2 separate regions of the Mus musculus genome follow, and region 1 is linked to region 2. Evidence: chromatin contacts called from public promoter capture Hi-C data. All regions are on one chromosome and are shown on one strand. Each heading gives the region's core, a stretch centred on a gene start, on an enhancer-like site or on the middle of the called end of the contact. The rest is flanking DNA. Distances are from core to core; before and after follow the strand shown. Region 1 holds the start of Ifitm3 (interferon induced transmembrane protein 3). Region 2 holds the start of Eps8l2 (EPS8-like 2).

What was found. Promoter capture Hi-C pulls out the DNA fragments that hold promoters and counts their contacts.
Region 1: a contact with region 2 is called in a promoter capture Hi-C map of liver. The contact joins the promoter of Ifitm3 here to the promoter of Eps8l2 in region 2. A contact is called at or near these places in 3 of 39 promoter capture datasets (liver and neural stem cells) and 1 of 115 datasets of contacts at active chromatin or transcription factors (large pre-B cells).

What each region holds. Positions count from the first base shown.
Region 1 is chr7:141,007,104-141,012,083 of GRCm38.p6, forward strand. Ifitm3 (interferon induced transmembrane protein 3) reads right to left here and starts at 3,641. Exons shown (of 2, transcript NM_025378.2): 1 at 3,294-3,641; 2 at 2,487-2,786. The coding sequence starts at 3,542. The coding sequence ends at 2,622.
Region 2 is chr7:141,337,653-141,342,341 of GRCm38.p6, forward strand. It overlaps Eps8l2 (EPS8-like 2), which reads left to right and starts at 1,350. Exons shown (of 21, transcript NM_133191.2): 1 at 1,350-1,406; 2 at 4,241-4,322; 3 at 4,403-4,458. The coding sequence starts at 4,279. It also overlaps a transcript of Deaf1 not described here.

The sequences.
Region 1 (4,980 bases), core at 2,391-4,890, 330 kb before region 2:
AATGTGAGCCAAACAAACCCTGTTTCGTCACCGTAACAGTAACCCTAAGACAACGACTGATGGCAAGGGCCCAACTCCCTGGGAATGGTGCCACCCCTGAGAAAGTGTTCCTGGGTAGGATAAGAAGGCAGGCTGAGCAAGGCATGGGGAGCAAGCCAGTAAACCGTCTCCTCCAAATAAAAGTTGCTCTTGGTCATAGTGTTTTACCACAGCAATAGAACCCCCAACTAAGACAGAGGTTCTCTAGGCATGAAGGAGGCTGTGCGGGGCCTGGCTACCGCTTTCTGAGGACAAGAATCATCAGGTGCTATGACAGTTTTACCTCAGTCGAAAAGACTTCCAAGTCCACAAAAAGCTCCAGTACCCGTTCCCTAAGCAGGTTTGTGGGGTAGGTCAATTCTTAACTAGAGGCTTGGACAGAAAATTTGCCTCCCCAGAAATTCCTGCTATCCTCGCCCTGGGTAATGTGGCCCTCGGATTCCCTTCCATCAGAGCTGCAGCAGTAAGGGAGCCAGCCGATGCCTAGCACTGCCCTTGGTGCCCAGAGAGGCTCCTTCCCCCTTAAGCTCTTCTATAAAGGAGGTAAGGTTTGACCCTTGATAACCAGAAAAATGTCAGGACAAGACAGCGCCAAACAGTTAGTAGGTTTGTTAAGTATTAAGATAGGAGCCAGGCCGTGGTGGCACATGCCTTTAATTTCAACTCTCAGGAAGCAGAGGCAGGCAGGTCTCAGAATTCGAGGTCAGCCTGGTCTACGTTCCAGGACAGGCAGGGCTACACAACGAAACAAACAACAGCAACAACAATACCAGAATGTATTAAGACAGACATGGAGGGAATTTTGGCTTTATCAAGTTTCTTGACTCTCAGTCAGTGAAGAAGACAATCTAGATGCCAGGACGGGGCTTCTTCCTTCCCATGTCCTCCTAATTTCCCATCTCTATCCTGCTTCATTTGTATCCTCTTAGTACTCAGCCAATCCCCAATAAGACAAGATTCCTTTATAAAAGTGTGTTCTCACTCGGGAGGCAGGGGCAGGCGGATTTCTGAGTTCGAGGCCAGCCTGGTCTACAAAGTGAGTTCCAGGATAGCCAGGGCTATACAGAGAAACCCTGTCTCGAAAAACCAAGAAAAGAAAAAAAGAAAGAAAAGAAAAGAAGGTAAAAAAGTGTGTTCTGTATACAGAGAAACCCTGTCTCGAAAAACCAAAAAAAAAAAAAAGTGTGTTCTGGGAAACCATAGCTGCTTGGCGGAGAGGAAGGCTCCCCACCAGCAGGGGAATCTTGTTCCATACCTCAGAGCTAGTTTGTAAACCCCATTGCTCAATCCTTCTTTCCACACACCCTCCCAGGGAGCCTGACATCCTGTGCCGGTGAGAAGAGCGCTAGGCACATCCCTTGAAGCTGCCTTTTGTTTCCCTCTGGTGGTTAAATTCCCCGCTGGGCAGGTCAGCTGTCAGAATCCGGACTGGGGAACAAGTTGGGGCTCTGCCACCCTGGATAAGAAACCCAAACCCTTTAACTTGCAAAAGTGCCCCCACCCCTTTCTACCCACCACACCCACTCCCAAATTCCTGGCTGCAACCACTACAGCGACTTTCCACTAACCAAGGCACTTCAGATCCACCGTGCTGCCCTGGGTATGATGGTGACATTAAAACCCCACCACAATGATTTAGGAGGACAAACGGAGTCCCATAGATCCAGGCTACTTTTGAGGTGCTTGCCTCTGGGAACCAGAAATAAGTTCCCTTGGAAAGGCAGCTATGAGATGAATGATTGACCCCTGCACCAACAGAAACAGATAGCGCCCATCCATTCCCAGGAGACTCCTAAACTCAATGCACTAAGTGAAGTGGAAACGTGGGTACTAGGATCCCGACCAGAGAGGTGAGTCCTGCATACCCCGGCACAAGAAGGCGTGATTGGCGCTCTCCCTTACCATATAGGGTCCGGGGGAGCGGGGTCGGTGGGGGGGTGGGGGAATGGAAGCACCACGCGGCCACCGTACCTGCAGAGTGCCGGCAGGGGGCGCCAGGGCAGCGACTTTGAGCCTTAAAAGGTCATTCTAGGCTCCAGGGCGACAAGGAATGAACTGCATCGCTGCTGTGGGACCAGTAGGGGACACCAGGCCCCCACCACAGCACCCAGCAAATCCTGGACAGGATCAGCCCAGGGTTCCCCCGGGAAGCAGGCATGGAACTTTTGACACCATCTTGTCTGGTTCAGAGTATTCGTCCAGAAGAATACGGACCCAGACCTGGTCCTCCACTTCTGAACTGGACTGGGTGCCCTGGAAATGTGGGGCCAGGGCCAGTTGAAGCTTGAGTTCTCCCTGCCTGAAGCAGCCAAATACCATCCAGGACTTTGGCCAGCAAATGTCCACAACAGCAGGCCAGAGACTACTGCCAAATTGAGGATAACCTACATGTCCACCTCAGAGCAAGGAAGATAGAGGGGTGGGAGGAATAAAAGCAGTCATAGGATGGTGGTTATCAAGTGCACTTTATTGAATCCACTGTGGATAGATAAATGAGTGTTACACCTGCGTGTAGGGAGGGGCAAGGAGGGACGCAGCTGCGGAGGGTGAAGCACTTCAGGACCGGAAGTCGGAATCCTCTATTAAGTGTGAAGGTTTTGAGCGTTAAGAACAATGATGATGACACTAACAATGGTGATAACAACCATCAGGATGCTGAGGACCAAGGTGCTGATGTTCAGGCACTTAGCAGTGGAGGCGTAGGCCTGGGCTCCAGTCACATCACCCACCATCTTCCGATCCCTAGACTGGAGCAGAACAGATAGACACGGTCAGTGGCCCTGGAGCTGATAGGCAGATGCTCTGACAGTTTTCCTGACGTACTCCCTGTGGACTGCATCTCCCCATCTTAGGTCAGGAACATTTTACATCCTCTGATCATCCAGGAGGCCCTAGCACTTGTTGTTCACCCCACTGTAGGCTATTGTTCCCCATGAATCTCCTGAACATTTTCCACACAGGCTAGAATCCCAGTCTGTTGAGTGAAGGTGCTATAGGCATCTCTGCATTGGAAGAGTCTGACTCCAGAATCCCCAGGCAGCCTCACCCTGTGTCTGCCCCCAGAGAGCCTTTAAGCCTACACGTGTACACACACACACACACACACACACACACACACACCACAGAAGAATGAACACAAACTTATTTTAAACAAAGGACCCCACACTCATACCTCGGTGCCATCTGGGTAGATGGAGCTTCAGGTTCACACACACCTTTTTACACCATCACTCCCCCCATTCTAGCACACTCACCTTCACGGAGTAGGCATAGGCTATGAAGCCCAGGCAGCAGAAGTTCATGAAGAGTGTATTGAACAGGGACCAGACCACATGGTCAGGCACCGACACCTCTCTGGGCATGTTGATCACAGTAGTTCTGACAGAAGCCGATCCGTGCGGTGCCCCCATCTCAGCCACCTCATATTCTTCCTTGATTCTTTCGTAGTTTGGGGGCTGTCCTCCACTGGCAGCGGTGATGAAGGCTTGAGAAGTGTGGTTCATGGTGCGGAGCAAAGGCAGCACTGAAGGGCAAAGGATGGAGCGCGCTGCGGGTCTGCCCTTTCTGCGGCAGTTTCGGTTTCTCAGAAGTTTCCTTTTCCTGAATTTTGGCTTGATGAAACTGCTCTGGGTTCAGAGGGGCGGGGATCTAAAAAGCCTGCGGATCAAATTACTCCAGGGCAGGATGTCAGGAAGGATTGTGAATCAGGGGAACTTCCAGGCCAGGAGCCCAAGTCAGGACTTGTCCCAAGGCCCAAACCTCAGTGTTTAAGAGTGAGGGGTCCTGGAGTCAACCAAGCTCACGCTCACAGCTGCAGAACCTCACTGTTCCTTATCAAGGTCCCAGCCAGGCCCCAAAGAACCCTCTATTCTTTATTCAGCAATAAAGAGTGCCCAGAGAGCCTCTCACTATGAACGCCAGTTCTCCTGGCTTCATAGACAGGTGGGATGAACGGTACTTCTTGTGTTTTAAAGAGGAGAGAGAAGGAATATCTTCGGTGGCTATGCAGTCATATGTTGGGGGAGGGGGGGCCTCTGCAGGCCCACGCTGAAGCGTCCCTTCCCTTTGAGGGACCAGCCACACGGTGGTATCGCATAGAACAGAGTTTATTCTCTATTCATGGGGAGGGGGTTGAGAGGGTAGTAGAGACAGAGAAAGGCAGAGAGAGAGAGAGAGAACAGAGAAGTAGAGGCTGGCCATGAGCACTCGGAGGGAGTGGGGAATGAGGAGGGGGAAGCAGGTGCAGGAAGGTTAGAGAGTAAGGGGGGGAGCAGCCCCTTTTAGTGTGAGTCAGGCACACCCAGCTGTTGCCAGATAACTGTGGGGCAGAGCCTAGACAAAATGCTAACACGCCTCTGTGTCTCTCTCCTTGCAGAGCCCTAGTGCCCTAAGTGTGATCAACCACTGGACTTTGGTATTAGAACTAAATGATCTTCGGTCACTTGGCTCTGACCTCATGGTCCTGGGCTGGCCTGTTGGTGCTACAGCCACTCTTTTTCCCTCCTGCCCTAACAAAATTTATTAGTGCTAGTGGCATGGTCACCGAGAGGACCTTCGTCCTACCAGAGACGCTTTCTCAAACGCTTGGTGGGGTGAGGGCTGTGACCAGGAAAGCTACTCCTGATCATACTGAAGGACTCAGTGATAACAGGGACATCTGGCCTGGCTTCTCTTGTTAGGACTTGCATCCACTTTCTATCTTGGTGGCACTGGAAGGACCAGGCTACTACAGAGATCTCCTTCAAGGTGCCCTGCAGCACCCACCCTTCCTAGTGCCCTGAGTCTTGGGAGCTGGGGCTGCTCTAGTTTCTAGGTTCCACTCATTTCATTATCTTTCTTGAGTTCTTCACAGAGACATCAGCACCTCCTACAGACTCCCTTCTTTGCAGTCCTATTAGCTGGTGCTGGTTTAGTCAACATCTCTGAAAAAGTCTGCCTCTG
Region 2 (4,689 bases), core at 100-2,599:
ATGTGACCCAGAGTGGACATCAGTTACCACCACCAGCTTGGGCTGCCTCACAGCAAAGGTTATGAAGACTGACCGCCAGCAGCACAAAGGAGCCATCCCTGAGTTGCATTGCATGTTTTCCACCCTTTACCCATCCCTAGCTCTGCCCAGGAATGTCAGAGCACACACATAAGCCTGCTCCTCCCATTACACAGCTGACCACTTGACCCCTGCTTGCTGGGCCAGGGCGAGGTCACAGGCAGAGCAAGATTGGACCAGTTCTGTGAGATCAGCAGTAAGGGCTATGAACCAGGAAGCCTCTCTGGGGTTCATCAAGAGCTGGGCTTGGGGTCCACTTCTGCCACTCCTCTGTCCAGCTCACCTGTGATGTCCCAAAGTGTGTCAAGTGGGCAACAAGCCAGGCTAAAAACTGCTGTTGGCCCTCAGTACCCCAGGAAGTGCTAACTGTCCAGGGCCCAGGAGAAATGTGCCAGGGCCCTGCCCTTCTGAGGCTGTAGCCTGGGACCCTGACTTCCTGGCAGCACCCACTTCCTCTGCCCCAACTCTGGGAACAATAGCCGGGGCCTTAGGGTCCCTGTTCACATAAGGGCAGTACCTTGGCTAGCAGGCCACAACTCTTGTTTATTTCCTCCTAGCCAGCTAATTGGCTGATCTAAATTCACCCAACCCTGCCCCAAGATGTCAAATAGCAAGGTGGGCAGAGTAGCTTTGAGGGGGGTTGTCAACATGGTGGAGACAGGTACCCTCTTCTAGAGATAGCTCATCCCTCAGGAGATGCTCTAGTGGATGGGGACTTTAAGAACTCCTGTATGTGAAGGAGGGAGGGGCCCCCACCAGGAGCTGAAAGCTCCCAAACTCAAAAAGCCTTGGACCCAATGCCCCAGGACTAAACCACTAAAGAGCTCTGTCCCGGTGCTACTTGGGGTGGAGGGTACCTGATGGCGGCTTGATTGAGACTTCCCCAAGGCTGCAGCACTCATAGGCTTCATCCAGTACTGCCCCTGCAGGCAGGCCCATGTCCCCATCTGCTACTGCAGCTTGGCCAGTTAGAGCAGCTGGGGCCGCACCCTGTTCTCCGGGGCCAGCTGCAAAGGGGCCCCAGGTGCTTTGGGGACCGCTGGGAGGGCAGTCAGAGGCAGGCAGGGAGGCAGAACCACAGTTGGTGTGGTGGGGGGGAATGGTGCCCGGGCCCGCCCCCTTCCTTCAGGCTCCCTCGTGCCCACTCCCGGGTGACTCGGTAACCTGTCGCTCAGGTTCCTCCTCGCACAGCCCCGCCCCGGCCTATCCGGCCCAGCAGAGGTCCCGCCTGTCCCGGGAGAGGGAGCTCCAGAGGCTCTGACAGACAGACGGCGGACAAGCTGACCGAGGGGCCTAACCAAGCACAGGCGCTGAGGGACGGAGCGCAGGTGAGCACTTCAGCCAGGGAATTTGCCAATCTGAGCCTCAGTTTCCCAGAATGGCCGTGAGATGTGGAGCTCTCGCTCGGGACTCTGGGTCTGGGCGCTTGGTTTGGAAGGCAAGCCAGAACAGAGAGCTGAGAGCACCTGAGAGTGAGGTTTGGGATGGCCCGGATCGGATCTCCGGACTCAGGACAGCTAAGCCTTGGCTAGGGGGGCTGCGGGTGTGGCGTGGGACGTAGAAACTTGGGGGAGAGGCTGGGCCTGACCCTTCCTTGGGCTTTTAGCACAAGAACCGCTCGGTTAAAGCCCGGTCGGTCCAGCGGGTGGTGGCCAGTGGTTCGTGATATTTTTAAGCCAGCGGTGTGTGACTCACTCGCCCTGGTCCCGGCCCCCTCCCAGCCCTGGGGCGGATGAGGGGAACCTGGCAGTTGACAAGAGAGGTGGTGAGGAAGGGAGGGCCTTCATCCAGCAGGCTGGACCTCCTTCAGGATCTGACCTGACATACCACCCAGGGCCTAAAGGTTGGCCTTTTCCTGGCTGTTTGAGCTCAAAAGAAACCCAGAGCCTGGGAAACATCAGGCTGAGTCAGTCAGTCTTCAGGTCAAAGTTGAAGTGTGGCCTCTCAGGGGATGAGGGTGGGAGATGGGGATAGATGTGGGGGTTGGGGATCAGTTGGTGGGAGGGGCTATGAACATCCATAGCTTGCCCGGGACCGAGAAGTCTGCGGTACTACACAAAACTATCGCTGGAGGCAGAAAAGGGCAAAACATGTCCACAGCCCACCTTTGCTATGTCCCCTGTGCAGCCCTCCTTGGCTGCTGAGGAGACAGGGCACTTCTGGGGCCTTTCCCACCCTAGACTCTCAGTGATCCTACTTTGTGCGTGGACTTCTCCTGGAGCTGTCTATTATCTAGGGCTGCTTTGCCCATTGCTCCCTCCCAGCCTGCCTGGGTCTCTTCAGATGCACCCATCCCTTCCCACGAACAACTTTCTGGTTCATCTCAGCCTCTGTTGCTCCCACCTGATGATTCCTGAACTTTGTCCCCAGATTAGGACCCAGCCAGGTCCTAAGGGACTCCCCCTTCCCATTCCAGGACCACACCCAGCTCCCACAAGGAGAGCCAAGAGCCCAGGTGACTAAGCCGACCCCTCCCCAAGGTCACTCAGTGTGGAGAGCTGGAATTTGAACTTGGAGCCAGTTCCTCCGCCCTCCTTGCCCTGCCGGGGCCTCCTCCCGTTCCACTGGTGAACCTACCAAATGCTCTAACACGCTGGGCCTCCCTTCAACCCGGAAAGTGGCTACAGTAAAACCAGCCTGAGCCCCCAGGCCTTCTAGGCCTGGGTGTTACATCTTCACCACCAATGGATTGTTTGGATTTCCTGCCTCCCTACCCCCACTTCAGCTCTAGAAGCCTCCAGGGAGGGAACCTTTTGCAGGGTAGAGGTAGCCCCAGCCTTATCCCTCCTACCTAGTCCTAAGGTCCTGGCCTAGATTTCCCCAAGGGCAGGGCTGCCTGTCCAAGCCTGTTCAGAGTCTGTGTGCCTTCAGGCCTGGGTCTCTAGCAGTTTGTTTTGTCCTGGTGTGTGTATTCCTGGCCCCACGTGCCTGGTGCCCTTGGCTGAGCTAGCCAGGAATCCCATTAAGCAAACACCGGGGCTCACCTACTGAGGTCATGTGCATTCCGGACATTCTCCATGGATAGGTGGACCTAGAAATCTGGCCCAGCCTCTTCTTATAAGCTAGGACCTCGGCTGGGGGTAGGGGAGCAGCCAGAAAGCTGGTCAAGGTAATAGCTAAGGCCTACGGTCCTCGCCTCCTGGTAGCCCACCCCTCAAGACCTGGGCAAACCAGAAAATACTAGAGTGCTACAGGCCTACTCCTGAGCCCTCATACCAGTATCCTGGCTGAAGGCCTGACCCTAGCAGACTCAAATGCTGAAGCTAGGAAGGATGGTGGCCTTGTTAGTAATATCAGACAAAGGTAGACTATATGTGGGTCATTGGGAAGAGCTGGCCATAGAACTTCAGAAGGACAGAGAGAAATGTTATCGACCTGTCATTCCAGTGTCGTAACGGCAGCCTGTCACTGAAGGTCTCTCTACATCCCTCAGTTAATGTCAGGCTGGCCCAGCCCACCAGATTCTGTTGTATCCAGAGAAGGGCTCAGGTCGAGCCTGTAAGGAAAGTTTGCTCACATTCATGGCCATGCCTCAATTTCCCCAAAATGTACCCAGGGGAAGTCAGAGCTGGGAATTCTACTTCTGAAGAGGCCTTGTTTGTATATAGTCACCTGGGTTTTTACTAGGGGGGCCAGTCACCCCCAAAACTTCTGCCCTATACCCATCCTCTCCAGGGTCTCCCAAGAGGGAGATAAGAACTGGTCTCTTTGCTGGATTTGGGGAAGCTGGCCTCTGTGAGCATACCCACACATATATGCAGGGGTCCCTAGGAGTGAAGCCTGGGGCAAGGGAGGAGTAGTGGGGTCCACCTATACTTTGTGCCCTCCTAGGTCTCCCTCCAGCCTTACCCTCTCCTCTCTCACTGCCTCAGGGTTTTTGAAGGAACCATCTTCTCTCAGATTATCCCCCACCCAACCCCTCCATCAGAGCCTCCTGACAGTTTCTAGGAACACCCTTGCAGAGAACCAAAGGTCCTAGGCCAAATGAGTCTCCATTGCCACCACCACTAGCATGGGCCTGGAGGACTCTGCTTCCTAGAGATCCCCTGAGGACTCTGCCCAGCACTGAGTGTTCTAGCACCCGGGGCAGAAAGAAATAAGAGAGGAGACCCAGGCCTAGCCTGGCCAGGAGAAAGGGTCAGCTGAGCTCTTCTGTCTTTAGGTCTGCCCTCCCTGACACTGGCTACCACTGGGAACGTCATGAGCCAGTCAGCATCCATGAGCTGCTGCCCAGGAGCTGCCAAGTAAGTGTTGTCCTACCGCCTCAAGTCCCCAGGGAGGGGTGTGACATGAGCCCTGCCCTCACCTGCCTCTCCCGCTGCAGCGGCAGTCTGGGCCGGTCTGATGGTGTGCCCAGGATGAGCGCAAAGGACCTGTTTGGTGAGTGAAGTTTAAGGGTGGTATGGACTTAAGGAGGATGAACGTGACCATGGCGGTCTCATCCCTGCCTGCTCCGGGGCTGAGCTCTAGCCCAGGGAAGTTCTAAGGGCTCAGAGGAGGCCTCTGGACCCTACTTCACTGAGAACTCTGGATATCTATCTGCAAGGCTCCTGGCTACTAAACGTTCTCCACTCTGCTGTAAGGGGAGAGGCCTTTACGAATAATTCAGGG